Linked DNA regions of Capra hircus: region 1 is linked to region 2. The links are chromatin contacts, called in public Hi-C maps. All regions are on one chromosome and are shown on one strand. Each heading gives the region's core, a stretch centred on a gene start, on an enhancer-like site or on the middle of the called end of the contact. The rest is flanking DNA. Distances are from core to core; before and after follow the strand shown. Region 1 overlaps GTF3C1 (general transcription factor 3C polypeptide 1). Region 2 has its middle 44 kb from the start of KDM8.

What was found. A called contact is a pair of places that touch in the nucleus more often than the background predicts.
Region 1: a contact with region 2 is called in a Hi-C map of blood, with 4 times the contacts expected there. The contact joins two enhancer-like sites. A contact is called at or near these places in 2 of 5 Hi-C or Micro-C datasets (both in blood).

What each region holds. Positions count from the first base shown.
Region 1 is chr25:24,920,885-24,928,582 of ARS1.2, reverse strand. GTF3C1 (general transcription factor 3C polypeptide 1) reads left to right here. Exons shown (of 37, transcript XM_018040599.1): 33 at 907-1,187; 34 at 1,936-2,470; 35 at 3,132-3,183; 36 at 4,585-4,777; 37 at 5,712-6,745. The coding sequence ends at 5,918. Among named protein-coding and RNA genes, the nearest start is that of TRNAC-GCA, 6.2 kb to the right of the region's middle. Within about 2 kb of position 6,097, at least 3 of the 5 cell types and tissues checked have an H3K27ac peak or open chromatin away from gene starts, as enhancers often do.
Region 2 is chr25:24,643,086-24,650,078 of ARS1.2, reverse strand. No RefSeq gene overlaps it. Among named protein-coding and RNA genes, the nearest start is that of KDM8, 44 kb to the left of the region's middle. Within about 2 kb of position 3,013, at least 1 of the 5 cell types and tissues checked has an H3K27ac peak or open chromatin away from gene starts, as enhancers often do.

The sequences.
Region 1 (7,698 bases), core at 4,848-7,347, 280 kb before region 2:
ATGCTAGGGCCTCGTCCCAGCCCTTCTCACCCTTCCCTTTCCCAGCCCGTCTGACTCGCCTTCGTTTTCACGAGTTGAGGAGTTTACTGTCTTGTAGCTAGGTGGTTTATTTTTGGCTACACTGCGTCTGCATTGCTCGGTGCGGGCTTTCTCTGGTTGTGGTGCTGCGGCTCCTCGTTGTGGTGGCGTCTCTTGTTGCAGAGCACAGGCTCCAGGGTACAGGCTCAGGAGCTGAGGTGCACAGGCTTAGCTGCTCCGCAGCACGTGGAATCCACCTGGACCAGGGATCGAACCCGTGTCCCCTGCATTGGCAGGCAGATTCTTATCCACTGGACCGCCATCTAGTTTCGTAACCACGATCAGTATCCCACACTGTGTAGGGAGCTTGGCCTGGGCAAAAATGTGGCAACCTGAGGCTTGTGGTCTTAGCAGAGATACCTTATCCAGGAAGCACCAGAAACCAGCCCTGGCAGGTGTGAGCAAAAGTGGGGATTTATGGAGAAGTCCCAGGGTATCTCAGAGGGTCTCAGAAGCCGTGAACATGTGAGCATCAGGAAGGGTGGGCCCGAGGCAGCCAGAGTGGAGGACCGGCGCCCCCCCCGCTCCTTCAGAGCTGCTGGGCTCTGTTCTGAGGCCCCAGCACCCCCTTTTCCCCTTTACTGTGAGTTGTGAGCAGGAGAACCAATGGCCCAAGGGATTAAGTTGGCTGCAGTCAAGGGCCCAGAGGCATGTATCAGGAACCTGACTGCCAGGGGCCCAGCCATGTCCACCCAGAAAGCGACCCCTTGACTTTTGCAAAGCAGTGAATCCGTGTTGGCGTGCACCTGTCTCGGCATTGCTTGTGCACTAGTCTGGGGAGGGCAGGAAGCTTCTCAGGGCTGATGCTCGTCCTCTCGGTCTCCACAGACCCTTCTCTGGAGGAGCTGACGGTGGGGCCCTCCTGCCTCCCTGACACCTTCACACGGCTGATAAACAGCCCAGAGGACACCTGCAGCTTGGAGGAGTTCGTCCACCAGGTGGCGCTGTCTGGTTACCAGCCCGGAGACGTGTTTGCCGCCCTGGAGATCCAGGAGGCCATTGCAGCGGCTGGTTGCTTTGGGGTGGACTGGCTGGAGCTGAGCAAACAGTTCTTTGCCTTGGCCAGGACAGACAGTGAGCGCAGCAGGACCTTCACAGACTACGTCCAGGTGAGCTGTGCTCTCAGGTAGCCTGCAGAAGCAAAAGCCGGAGTCGCAACTCCTGGGCCAGAGGCACGCTGTGGGTGGGCTTGGTTCAGGGCGTGCCGAATTTTTTTTTCAAAAGTTGAATTGGTTGTCAACATTGAAGATTGCCTAAAACCCTAGCTTCTCCTGAAAGTTAGAAGGTCTGTCCGTTCACTCTGGGCCCTGTTTCTTCAGCAGAGCTGGCTAGAGCCTCCCCTCACCCAAGCCTTGGGCCTCGTCCTCCCCCAGCTCTCTGCTGTCTCCAGACTCCCTGCCACTGGTCCACAGTCTCACTGCCTTGTTAGTGCAAGTCCGTGTGCCCAGTGCACAGTAAGGCCAGACAGAGTGAATCGACAGGGTTTGGAGCAGAGAAAAGTTAATTGCAGGGCCACACCAGAAGACAACCGCTCATGCCTTAAGCTCCTTGAAGGGTTTTAGCAAAGCATTTTTAAAGGGCAGGTGAGGGAGGGGCATCACGGGGTGTGCGTTTTTGCAGAAGCACTTGGCCATCAGCATGTTGAGTCTGGGAGGAGCTGGCTGGGCAGAAGGAGACTGGTAAGGTTGCATCAGCTTTGAGGGTGCAGCTGTGACTCCAAGAAGTTGAGGCAGAGTCACCTGCCCTAAGGAGGTGGCCTGGCCACTGGCTCAGGACACTTAAAACACTCAGGCAGGGGAAACAAGCCCCAGTGACCCTGGGGTTCCCTGCAGACCCCTTTGTCTCCCCCTTTCCTAGGACCTCTTAGAGCACCAGCAGGTGCTGGAAGTCGGCGGGAACACCGCTCGCCTGGTGACCGTGGCCAATGCACAGCCCTGGCTCCTGCACTCAGTGCGGCTGAAAGACAGAGAGGGGGGTGCTGACCTTCAAAGGGACGACCCCCGGGCCGGGCCCCCCGAGGGGCCCTCCAACGAGGACAGCCCCGCAGAGAGGCAGGCCCCGCCCTCTCAGAGCCCCCAGAGCGCCAAGAGGCGTGGCAGCTGGGCCGGCGCTGACGTGAACAGCCAGGGCGGGGGTGCTGACCCCAAGAGCGCCCCGGAGCCCCCCGCAAAGAGGCCCGCACTCCAGGACATACGCTCGGCCCCCAGCCCAGGGCCCAGAGCGGAAGAGGAGCTGGGGACTCTGGCGCCTGCCCTGCTCGCGGCTCCTGAGGACGGAGGTGCATCGCAAGTCGGGCCGGGGGACCAAGAGGGTGTCGAGGTGCCCAGCTTCCCAGGCCAGGAGCAGCTGAGCTGTCAGGCCCAGGTTCTGGAGGCCCCTGAAGACCCCAGAGGTACCAAAGCCTGTCCCCACCCCACCTTCCCCCACCCGCCCCTTCTCTATCGGGGTCTGAAGGACCCACACCACCTCCCTCAAGATCAGGAGCCTGCTATTGCCACAGAGGGGGCTTTCCGTCAGCTTTCCTTGGTCCCGACTTTGAGTGGGAGGCTCTTGCCTGTTGACACTTGTCTTCCCTCTAGAGGGCAGGGGCCTCGTGCTCCTTAGCCAACCTGTGAATTAATTACAAGGACGAGGCTCTCTCATGGTTCTGGAAAGGGGCATTTCCTGAGGTGTCCTTACCAGGAAGCTGGAAGGGGAAGGATCTCGCCTCCCAGGGGACTTGGCAGGTGCCCCCCACCCGTTTCCTCTCCTCTGCTGGAATTCTCCCAGGGGTTTACACACCCAGCTATGTGGTTAGGGCTTCTGGAGAAGGGTAGGCACTCGCTCACTCCCCTGGGCGGGGGCATCCCCAAGCCCTGGGCACAGCCCCCAGACTGGCACCTTGCTGTCTGTCCATCTGATACTGTCCTGGGGGTGCAGCCCCCACACCCCGCCGCCCCGAGGAGGGAGGTGCTGTCTCTGTGCTCACAGCCTTACCGTGTGGGATGAACAGTCGGGGGAGAGATGGGTGGGCCCCACCTCTGCAGTCTCCCACGCCTCTCCCCTCTTGTCAGGTCTGGCAGACGGTTCCGCGGCTGGCAACCTCTCCCAGGTGGCATGGGAAAGGTGAGTGTGGTTCAGGCTCCAGCGGCCTGGGCTGGGAGGGGGCGATGAGAGCCTCGGAGGGTGGCGCCCAAGGTCCAGGGTAGATTATTACCTGGAGGTCTTTCACAAAGGTTTGTCAAGCACAGCGCTTCTTGGCCAGGGGTCTCAGACACGTGAGGGACCGTGGGTCCCCCTCACCAGAGACCAGGCAGGCGCCCCTTGCCCGAGGTGGACGAGCCCAGCAGTGCTGACGGCTGTAGCGCCCCGTCTGCTGGGAACAGTGGGTGTCACAGAAGTCCAAGGGGTGCCTCCCACAGCGTGTGCATCACCCTCGGCCTGAAGGGCTGTGTTCTCCCGGCTCAGATTGGGCAGGCCCAGTCACATAGTCAGAGCCAGGTGTCCAGCCAGCCTGGGGTCCCACACTGGGACTCTGTGTGGCAGACCTGTCGCCGCTTTCGTTTTTAGTAAAAACCTTCTAAACCAGTCAGACTTCCCCGGTTGCTCAGACGGTGAAGAATCTGCCTGCAATGCAGGAGATGTGGGTTCAGACCCTGGGTCGGGAAGATCCCCTGGAGAAGGGCAACCCACTCCAGTATTTTTGCCTGGAGAATCCCATGGACAGAGGAGCCTGGCAGGCTACAGTCTATGAGGTTGCAAAGAGTTGGACATGCCTGAGCAACTAACACTTCTAAACCAGTCACTGCTTTAGTTTTTAGTAGAAACCTTGTGAGGAAAGTGCCCAGAACCCCCGAATACAGCACAGAAGCAGAGCTTCTGCATACAGACCTATGAGCTTGGTCAGAAGGGGATGCAGCCATTTGTTGTTGTTGTTGTTAATGAAAGTAAGCTCTATGATGCCAAGTAATAAACACAGAGATGCAGACAGCCCCATTTTCTTCCAGATGTTTGGGGTCAACTTATAGCAAAGGCAGAAGTGAAGCCTGCTTTCAGTCTTAGGGAAGGCTCAGGGGTTAGGCTTGGTTTGGGAGGTTGACTCTTTTCTTCTGCATTTATAACTTGCGCGTTTTAGAATTTATTTCAGAGCACCAATAGTCATGCAAATGCTTAAGCAGAAAAGAAGTTACATTAAGCAGAATTCACACTGTATAGTAAACGAGGGGACCAGCTACTAGGTAAAGAGTCCCGTCAAGTCTTCCCTACAAAAGAAAAAAAAAAACCTGCAGGTTCTATCAGGTCCCAGAAGAAGCTGGTAAATCTAAAAGTCCTGGCTTTTCCCTGCCCCACCAGTGTGGGGTGATGAGGGGGCTGGGGCCCATCCCTCCAGGCGGCAGGAGAGCTGGAGGCGGAAGAACAGGAGGGAAGTGGTCCCCAGCCCCTGCCAAGGTGGGGCCACGTGGAATCAGCTGTCTCCCCTCCCCCACTAAGCCTGATGCCTGTGTCCCCCGCCCCCACCCGCCGCAGGGACTGTGAGAGCGTGCGCTTCATCGGGCGCCCGTGGCGTATCGTGGACGGCCGCCTGAATGCGCCGGTGGTCAAGGGCATGATGGAGGCGGTGCTGTATCACATTATGACCAGGCCCGGCGTGCCCGAGAGCTGCCTGCTGCAGCACTACCAGGGCGTCCTGCAGCCGCTGGCCGTGCTCGAGCTGCTCCAGGTGAGCCTCTCGGTGGGGAGGGCGCGCGCTGGGTCCCGGCCCCACTGCACCTTTCCCCTTCCGCAGTCTCAGAGGGCGGGGGCCATGGGCACGTGGGCTGAGCTCTGGGGTCGGCCACTGCTTACCGGCTCAGCCCACAAGGGTGCAATGGCCTCCTCGCAGGGAGCCAGCTCCTCAGAAAAGTCTTGGGCCCCTGGTATCCCCCCCGCCACCCCCAAAGCTTACTCCTGCCCCACTGCCCTCCGAGGTCACTGTGCCGGCCGAGCCCCACACCAATTTCCTTCCTCCTGCATCTGCTCTTCAGCGCTGCCAGCACCCAGCCCCAGTTCTCAGCACTCAGCCTCCCACAGCCCCCACCCCTGCCCCGGGTTCCCACCCCAGCTGTCCCTCCCAGGTCCTCCTTCAGCCCCGAGCTGCTGCCTAGGCTTACATAGAAACATCCACGGGGTCTTATCTCTGACCCTTTCTCAAGACCAGGGCTCAAGGGCTTGCATGCCCACGGGGACCGACAGGTAGGTGAGTGACCAACCCTCATGGGTGGCCGGGAGAGCTGGTGAGGTGCCCACAGTCTCCTAAGGGCAGCTCGGCTTGATGGCCGCCCAGGGCTCCGGCTGTGTGTGCACAGGAGTTCCAACTCCTCGACAGAAGCAGGAGCAGGAAGTTCAGTGTGCATTTCGCCACACTTCACAGCAGATCTGGGCCAAACAACCCCATCTGGAAGCCAGTCTGCAGCCCCTGCTCAACACGGGGCCGCTGTATAAATGCTGTCCACGCCCTTCTCTCTCACACGCTGGGCTCTTGCTTAAACCTGCCTGGTCAATCCCTGCTCGTCTCTCAAGGTCACCCTCCTGTGTCTGTTCTGGGAGGCCGCTCTGGGTACAGAGAACGTGGTCCTTAAATGCCCCTGGAAACCGGTCTGTCTGTGCCATTGCAGGGGCTGGAGACCCTGGGCTGCATTAAAAAGTGTGTGCTGAGAAAGCCCGCGGCCGCCTCGCTCTTCTCGAAGCCGCCAGTGGGAGAGGCGCCGCTGAGCCCAGACGAGAGCCCCGTGGTGTTCTACGAGCCCACGCTAGACTGCACCATCCGCCTCGGCCGCGTCTTCCCCAACGAGGTCAACTGGAACAAGTGGGTCCACCTCTGAGGCCTGTGTGGTCCTGGCGAGCCTCCCGAGAGTTCTTTCCTGGGGGCCCTCTGCCCATGTGTGGGGGTGGCCTGGCAAGGTCGGGACCCAAGGATTCCTGCATCCCACCCATGGGAACACTGTGTGCCCAGCCCGGCCCTGGCTGTGGTTTCTGGCCTGGAGCTCTGGGCGGAGGACCAGCTGGCCGCCTGCTCCCAGCCTGTCCACAGCTGGCCTTCAGGACTCTGCTTTGTCACCCCCGGAGCTGGGTGGGGGAGCTCAGAGATGCCGCTCCTCGCCTGTTCTCCTCCTGTTTCCAATCTCTCTGGATCCTGGGTTGTGGTGAGGGCCCCCGGTGGGCTGGTCCTCCAAGGGCTTCTGAGACGATCCTGCCCTTCAGGAGCAGAGCCACCTGCCCAGGTCCTGAGCTTTCTCTGTGGACATCTGCCCGCTGTCCAGTGAGGGGTCAGAAGCTGTGGGCCTTGGGGGTCTGCCCCATCCACACAGACTCACGTTCCAGCTTCCGGCCACCCCATCATGGAGGACTCTCCATGTTCCCCAGAAACCCCCCCTTGGTCTGAGGGACAGGGCCTCGTGGGGACATGTCATAGAGCACAGGCTGGGTAACCCCCTGCCAAGGCTGTCACTGAGACTTGTTCCTCTGGAGGCAGGACCCCTGACTGCTGAGCCTGCAAGCCACCTGCAGGCCTCCTGCCACCTGGAAGCGGGGAGTCCTTACAGGTTTGGAGTTTGTCTTTTTTTTTTTTTTTTCAGCCTCTTTCCTTATTAAAAAAAAAACCCTGGCATGTATTTATATGTTTTTTTTAATTAAAGCGAAGTAAAACGCATTTCGTTTTGTATTTCCTAAAGAATCTTTGATCCCCCAGGGGCCTGTTGTTTTCCACCATGGAACAGCCAGGAATAGACGTTATCGGTAAAACCCGAGGAAGAGGTGGGTACTGGGGGTGAGCTTGGCTCAGCCCGTCCCGGCACTGCCTCACCGCACGCCACTGCCTCGAAACCCTTCCTCCTACTCAGCCAGGCCCCGGCCTCTCCCTTAACAGGCATCCGGCTGCACTCAGGCCAGGCCTGTGGCCGGGCGCACGGCCTGCGATGCCGGCAGGCTGCTGAGGTCGAAGCCTGGAGCGTGGAGTCGGCCCACGGCTGGTCTCTTTCACTCAGTGTTTCTTTGTTGTTTTTTAGTTAGTTACCAACATTTCTTTACAATTGGAGGTTTCACATTCTTTTAAAATCCAGATCTTTGTCTTCTCTGGAAAGACCTAGAACTACCGCATGTAACAGCCCCAGGTATGGGACATCCCCCCCAGCCATGGCTGGCCCTCCCCCAGGCCAGGCCTCAGGCCCACCAGAGCTCCTCTCACTTTAACCTGCAGCTCATGGCCTGGCCCACCTGGCAGCCTTGGGTTTCCAGCTTCTCTCTGCCAGGGACCTGGTCCCCAGGCCAGACTCCAGGGTGATGGGGCAGAGGACAGGAGGCATGGGGTCCGGAGTCTTGAGAGTGAACCACCGCCCCCAGCACTGCCAAGACCTGGCCAAGTTTTGGCATCTTTTTTTTTTTTATTCCTTCTTTATTCGTTTTTACTCTAAAGTAAAAAAATAGCATTTGGGGTGATCTGGGGTAATCAAGTAGAATAATGGATATGGTTTGCTTTGTAAACAGAAAATACAGATGCTGATTATGTGGGAATGCATTGCGTGGCGGGAGGAAGGTAGGGTTGATGTCCCGTCCCAGAGCCTTGTTTTTCTCACCTGAGAAATGGGGATAGACTGTCCCCCTCAC
Region 2 (6,993 bases), core at 1,764-4,263:
CAGTGAGCCTGCCCAGCAACTCTGCTGAATCCACGAGCTAAATGCAGTGACTGTTTTTAAACTTTTTATTTTATATTGATGTATAGCCGATTAACAGTATTGTGATAGTTTCAGGCTCACAGCACAGTGATTCAGCCATACGTACCCATGTATCCATTCTTCTTCAGACTCCCCTCCCATCCAGGCTGCCACATGACATTGAGAAAAGTTCCCTATGCTATATAGTAGGAACTTGTTGGTTAGCCAGTGTGTACATGAAGTGATTGTTGTTTCAAGCCACTGCAGCTAGGGGTAGTTTCTATGCACCGAAAGTAAACTGAAACAATCACTCAAGGAGTATTTCGTGGGTGCCTAATCTTGGTCGGGCATTGCCCTGAGCAGTGGGGATGTATAGCGTGGTGGTGGGCAGGAGATCTGGCCAATCAGAACACTCTGTTGCCCGGATCAGTTTCCTATTGGCCAGTCACCTCTTGCCTTGGGTGGGCCATCCCACTTTCTTGCCCTGTCCTGCTCTGCAGACTGCAAGGTCTCTGCACCCCAGATCCAGCCCCAAAGCCTCTCCTTAACATCACCCTCAGATGGGCAGTGAGCAGTCAGTAAAGCTCAGTGGTTGAGGGCGTCAGACTAACCGGGGGTTCAGATCCTAACTTCTCTGTTTATCTTCATTCACTACCAATGGGAGGGGATTCCCAGGTGGCACTAGTGGTAAAGAACCCGCCTGCCAATGCAGGAGATGTAAGAGACGCAGGTTCGATCCCTGGGTCAGGAAGATCCCCTGGAGGAGGGCATGGCTGCCCACTCCAGTATTCTTGCCTGGAGAATCCCACGAACAGAGGAGCCTGGCAGGCTACAGCCCATAGGGTCGCATAGAGTCGGACATGACTGAAGCGACTTAGCATGCACACAGGCACCACCGTGAGCTGGATGATAGAGTCAGACTCTCTGGATCCCAGACCTTAGGCCACAGACACAACCTCACAGAGCCCCAGTGCTCTGTCTGCCAAATAGGGAGTGATACTCTCCCTTTCATAGGGCTGCTCTGAGGATCCAAAGAGGTGGAATCTGCCGTGTAACAAACACTCGCTGCAGGAGAGATAGGACCTTCACTCTCTAAGTCTCAGTTTCTCCATCTTCGAAATGGGTAGACATCACGCTACCTATGGCTAACCTGGGGATGGTGTAAGGATGAGAAATGATTCGTGCATTTCAAGGACTTACCATTGGGGCTCACACAGGGAATGTGCCCAATAAAAGACAAACATCATTTTTTTTTTTTTTTTTGCTGTTAGTTATTACCAACCAAGCAAAGGGGATTAGTGGAGAAAGCTGTAGGCTGAGACTGGAAATGTCAGGCAGACTGTCCTCTGACTTTCCAGGATATATGTCTTCACTGCAATGACAGGGTGGCCATACAGACTTATCATGGATGTGGTTTATAATCATTTCTTCTCCGGAGGATGTCAGAATGGCAAGTGGTTTTAAATTATGTGCTTCCTCTGATTGATTGGGGCTTCCCTGGTGGCTCAGAGGTTAAAGCGTCTGCTTGCAGTGCAGGAGACCTGGGTTCGATCCCTGGGTTGGGAAGATCCCCTGGAGAAGGAAATGGCAACCCACTCCAGTGTTCTTGCCCAGAGAATCCCATGGATGGAGGAGCCTGGTGGGCTACAGTCCACGGGGCCGCAAAGAGTTGGACATGACTGAGTGACTTCGCTTTCACTTTCTGATTGATTAGTAATGTCTGTCTGGAACCATCAGTGGTGATCTCACCACATCCACGTTTATTGGGAGGAAGTGTCACGATTGACTAGTGATGTCACCAATGTATCATGTGAGGTGGGAGGATGGAGTGTATTTGCCCACCTCAACTGGTGGTCTCTTGGGGTCTCTTGAGGGTACTAAGATCCAGTCAGTGTGTGAATTTCTGACCTGACACAGCTATGTATCAGCATTCATGTTGTGGGTGCTTTAGAGTGGTGTTCAGGGTGGGGAATGGATATTACTCATCTTCATATTCTCAGGACCTAGTGAGGAAGAAGGAGCTGAAGGTTCTGGAGGAAGGACCATAGGCTCTGTGGCCAGAGAAACATGGAGTCCCATCCCAAAGCTTCTATTTCCCAGCTGTGTGTCTGTGCAGCAGTAATCACCAATGCTGTTTGCCAAATAGTCTGGAGCACCCATTTGGGGGGAACTAAATAGGATGGTTATAGGATCATGTGACTAACTCTGATCAGTGAGTGGGTTGTGAGCAGAAGTGACACCCTTCAGAAACGTCTCTTTCCTTCTTCCATGATGACCCACACAAATGTTACAGATGTGTTGATCTGCCAACCCAGACCTCAGAGAGAAGGCTGGGCTGTCTGGGAAGCAGATTCTGAAAAGTATATAACCCGCATGAAGTTTCGAAGTGATGCTGTCAGGGCCCATGCTCATGGGTGAGAGAAATAAAGTAAGGTTGGGCAAATGGAGAATTTGGACTCTGCAAAGAGCTCTGAAGCTGGGATATTCTTTCAGACATGTCCCACATTGGGGCAATGGTCTGAGCTTTCATACCTCATGTCAGTCACTCACTGGATGTAAGTTACCCTTAGGAAGGGGATGCAGTCTTGGAGGAGATGGAGCTCCTCAGCTGAGAGCCATTCCTGGAGAGGAATGACAGCTGCAGGTGGAAGGCAGGGCTCCCAGCAGCTGGAGAATAACAGCGATGCACTGGAGCTGGCTTCTATCAGCCCACGAGAACCGATTATTAAATGCTCAGGAATTTGGTGAGCCGGTTATTAAATATAGTCCTCACTGAAAATTAAATTACATAAGTGTATAGTTAGATACTTTTTATTAGAAACAAAGGTAATAAGTACTCAAAACTCATCGCTTGAGGAAGTAATTGCTTTGCTACATTTTATTTTCCCGAAGCTCTTGAGCTGATTTACATCTTCAGACGGCGGAAACACTACATGCTGTCCTGTCACGCAACTCCAGCTCTGCATTCAGTGACCTCAGCAGCTTGAAATCCATCTCACCGAAACTGGCAAATGCTACCAGTCAGGGTGTTGTCTTTTGTTTGGCTGACTGTCTAGACTTGAGAAAGTGATAGGAAAAAATAGCAGACTAAGTGTTATGGGTAGCTGTTCCATTGTGAATAGTAAAAAATATGTCAAATCATTGTTGAATTGCTACTGTTGGTAGGTTGTGGATGTATGAGTTCAGTAAAAACCAACAACAGCATTCTGTGAGAATTATTGGGCTATATGGAATTTGCAATAAAGAATATTACGTATTTTATCATTTTATATAAACTGTATACTATACAGTCTTGATATCAGCAAAATAACAAGTATGTGTATCTATGTATTTTTTTTCTCCCAGAGAACTGTTACTGCACATGTACCAGGACATTACTGAGGACTAGGCCCTTCATCCTCTGTCTTGGGGATGAAGCAGAGTGTCCGTAAAAGAAGGTGACATGGAGTGAAGTCACTGCCATTCCTTGCTGGACACGTAGCTTGAGCAGGAGCCAGCTTTCTGCTCGCTAGTGTTTCATGACACTGGGATGTGGGGGACTGTTCGTTACCACAGCAAGACCTAGTCTCCACTGACTGATGCACTTGGGTAAAGACACTTAATCCTCTGGGCTGTAGTCTAGTTTCTTTGCAGTAATACCTCCTTGTAGGATTTCAGAGAGAACCCAAAGTGATGTCTGTATTACCTTTGGCATCCAGTAGGGCACTCCCAATAATGCTTTTTATTGATAGTAGTGTCTTAATAAATGATGATTTATCTGATTTAAAATGCTGTTGTGACTTCCCTGGTTAAGAATCTGCCTGCCAGTACAGGGTACGTGGGTTTGATCTTCGGTCCGGGAAGATCCCACATGCTGTGAAACAACTGCTGAGCCAGTGTTCTATAGAGTCTGCAGGTGACAACTGCTAAAGCCTGCGTGCTCTAGAGCCCGTGCTCCACAACAAGAGAAGCTGCTGCCGTGAGAAGCCGGCACACCCCAGCTAGAGGGGAGCCCCAACTCGCCACAGCTAGAGAAAGGCTGAGCGCAGCAACGAAGACCCAGCACAGCAAAACACGAATATACGATTAAAAAAAATATTAAAATGCCCTTGAGCCAATTCATACGAGTCACCGTTGTATAATTGAGGCAAGGGCACAACTCTCGGTTTTTCTGCCTCCCTTGGTATCTTGTCTCCATCCTCTCAGCTGCTCTTTTACTATATTTGTGTAGGGGACAGAACCAAAGGCCACCAGTCCCAGCTGGGAAGGGCAGTCCTTCAAGGGCCCTGGAGGGTTAACTGTCCAGTTACTGTAGCCACAGCTGCTTTGTCTCCAGGTCTCCTGAGAAGAGTAAAATGCTACCCAAGATACAGCGGCAGAGGAGGGCTGGCCATAAAGGTTAATGTCCCGAAGTAGCCTGGTGACAGTGGCAGTCAGTAGGAATAGCACCTTTAATACCAAATAAAAATGGATGGACTGATCATCACAAAGCTGGACCATGCCCCACACAGGATCCAGCAGCTGAGCCCAGGGATGGGGTGGAGCATAGGCCCCTTAGGACCAGAACCTCTGGGGCAGCCTGGCTCCCTGGGTAATTCTGTGGTCCAGCCAGGACTGAGGATTTATGGTTCTGATGCCAACTCTACACTGAGCAATTCTTGAATACCAGTGGGGTGTCCTACAGTTCAGTTTGGTCCTCACACTATCTACCTGGAGGTAGACTCAGTCCTACAACACCAGCCCAACCACAGATACCAGTCAAAATCCAAGTTGTCACCTGTGTTTCTGAATGACTGGGCACAAGTCAGAGTTTCCCAAGATCCCCTCCTTAGGTTTCAAAGATTTGCTGGAGCTCTCTCTGAACTCAGAGAAACATTCTATTTAATAGATTGCTGGCTTATTGTAAAAGGGTGTAATTCAACAACAGCCTGGTGGAAAAGATGCTCAAGGCAAGGCATAGGAAAGCAAGTGAGGCTTCCAGGCTCTCCCGAAACACACCTCTCTCCCCAAATCTCCACGTGTTTACCAACCAGGGAGCTCTCTGAATCCAGGTCTTCAGGTATTTATGGAGGCTTCACTACATAAGCACGATTGATTACATCAGTGACAATTGGAGACTGATTCAATTTCCAGCCCCTTTCCCTTCTTGGAAGGTCAGGGGGTGGGATTTGAGAAATGGATTATTTCCTGCCTTGTCAATAAATAAGGATGTCACAGTCATCAGCAATTGCAGCCCTCCAATGGTGAGCCAGTGAACCCTTGCCGGGAGCCAGCATGAGGAACTCTGTCCATGGCAAAGGTCATGAGAAAGGAGGCTTCGGCATACTCAAAGGCGGGATCGAGCCTCAGGAAACCCCCTGTTCCCGAGCATCTACCCCCAAAACCAGAGTCTGCCCACTTTACTGTTTTATGCTCTCACCTACACCTCTGACTTTATGGGGGGCTCTCCCCCATCACCTCTCTCGGAGAAGGAGTTAACCTACAGCTCCAGTTAATAAAAATTCCTGGGTGTGACAAGAGTGTTTCGACTTACGAACTCCTCTGAAGGTTACCTAGCCTGCCTGTACAGGTTCGTCTAGCCACATGTGATTGTTTACAGCCTCCCAACCATGAGAGGCACGAGATGTTTTAGACTTAATAAAGGCAGATTCTTTTAGGAAGTTAGAAATTATTAGTATAGTGGGTTGATTAGGAATTATATTGGTGAAGGGTTTTTCATTTGTTGGGCCAATATTTGCTGCTAAGTCTCCATATTCCCCACCCTTATAATGAATATAACTAACATATAGAAGAAATAAGTATTAACCCTTAAGATTAATCATGTTAACCTTAGGCTAAGTAAATTCCTTTTTAAATTGTAACCCACTACACCTTCACCCTATAGGAATGCAATTTTATTTGGTACTTTCGGAGGGTGGTGCCTGGTTTAAGAAAATCGCCCCTGGAAAATAAGTTTTTTGGTTGACTGACAATTATCACAAAGAAAGGATCATAAAATGTCAGCAGGCCTCATGGCCATAAGATGATGTAAAACCCCTAAGACCTTTTTTGTATACATTTATATGAAGCACCTGTATTTGATAAAGGTCAGGACTGCTGACCCCCCTGTGACTTTAAAATTTCCATTTGTCTCTATGTGTAACAAAAGGTATATAAGCAAACCTGAAAATAAAGAAAACGGATCAGTTTCTGGGAAGACTGATTCCCCCATGTCGTTCTTTCTTGTTCTCCGTTTTTCTGGCTGAATTCCCATCTGGAGCGTGGGTGCTCGCCAAGCCTGCTAATTTTGCCCTGGCTTTTAAGTTCCACGCGAGAGGGAGCCCAAGGCGGGGCACCCTCCGATATTCAAGTGGGTGCCAGTGGCCTACATAGGTGGTGCAAGCTTCTTGTCTCGAAGCTTTATTGGTATCCCACGTAAACCAAGTTATTCAGCCTCTTTTTCTCCACTAATTTTCCTACTACACTATTTCTTTCTAATCTCCCTCTATATCTTTAATTAAGCAAGTAATTCCTAGGACGCTGACTCCATCCCCACTTCGTATTACCCTGGATCTACCGGGACTGTACCCCTGCAAACCCTGAGGGCACAGAGAACGGAGAAGAATACTTGTGCTCTAATAGCCACCAGCCTGCAGCCACTCCCTAAGGTGAGCCCCCAGGGAGCTTACGATGTGAGAAACACAGGGTACTGGCCCCAGATAGGAACATGCATATGAGAGGACTGATTTCAGAGGACGCAGACCCTTGCATCTTTCCATGCATAGGAAAGTGTTAAATTCCTTAACTTGAGATACCTGGTTGTCTTTGCTGCTAAGTCGCTTCAGTCGTGTCCGACTCTGTGTGACCCCATAGACGGCAGTCCACCAGGCTCCCCCGTCCCGGGGATTCTCCAGGCAAGGACACTGGAGTGGGCTGCCATTTCCTTCTCCAATGCATGAAAGTGAAAAGTGAAAGTGAAGTCGCTCAGTCGCGTCCGACTGTTCGCGACCCCATGGA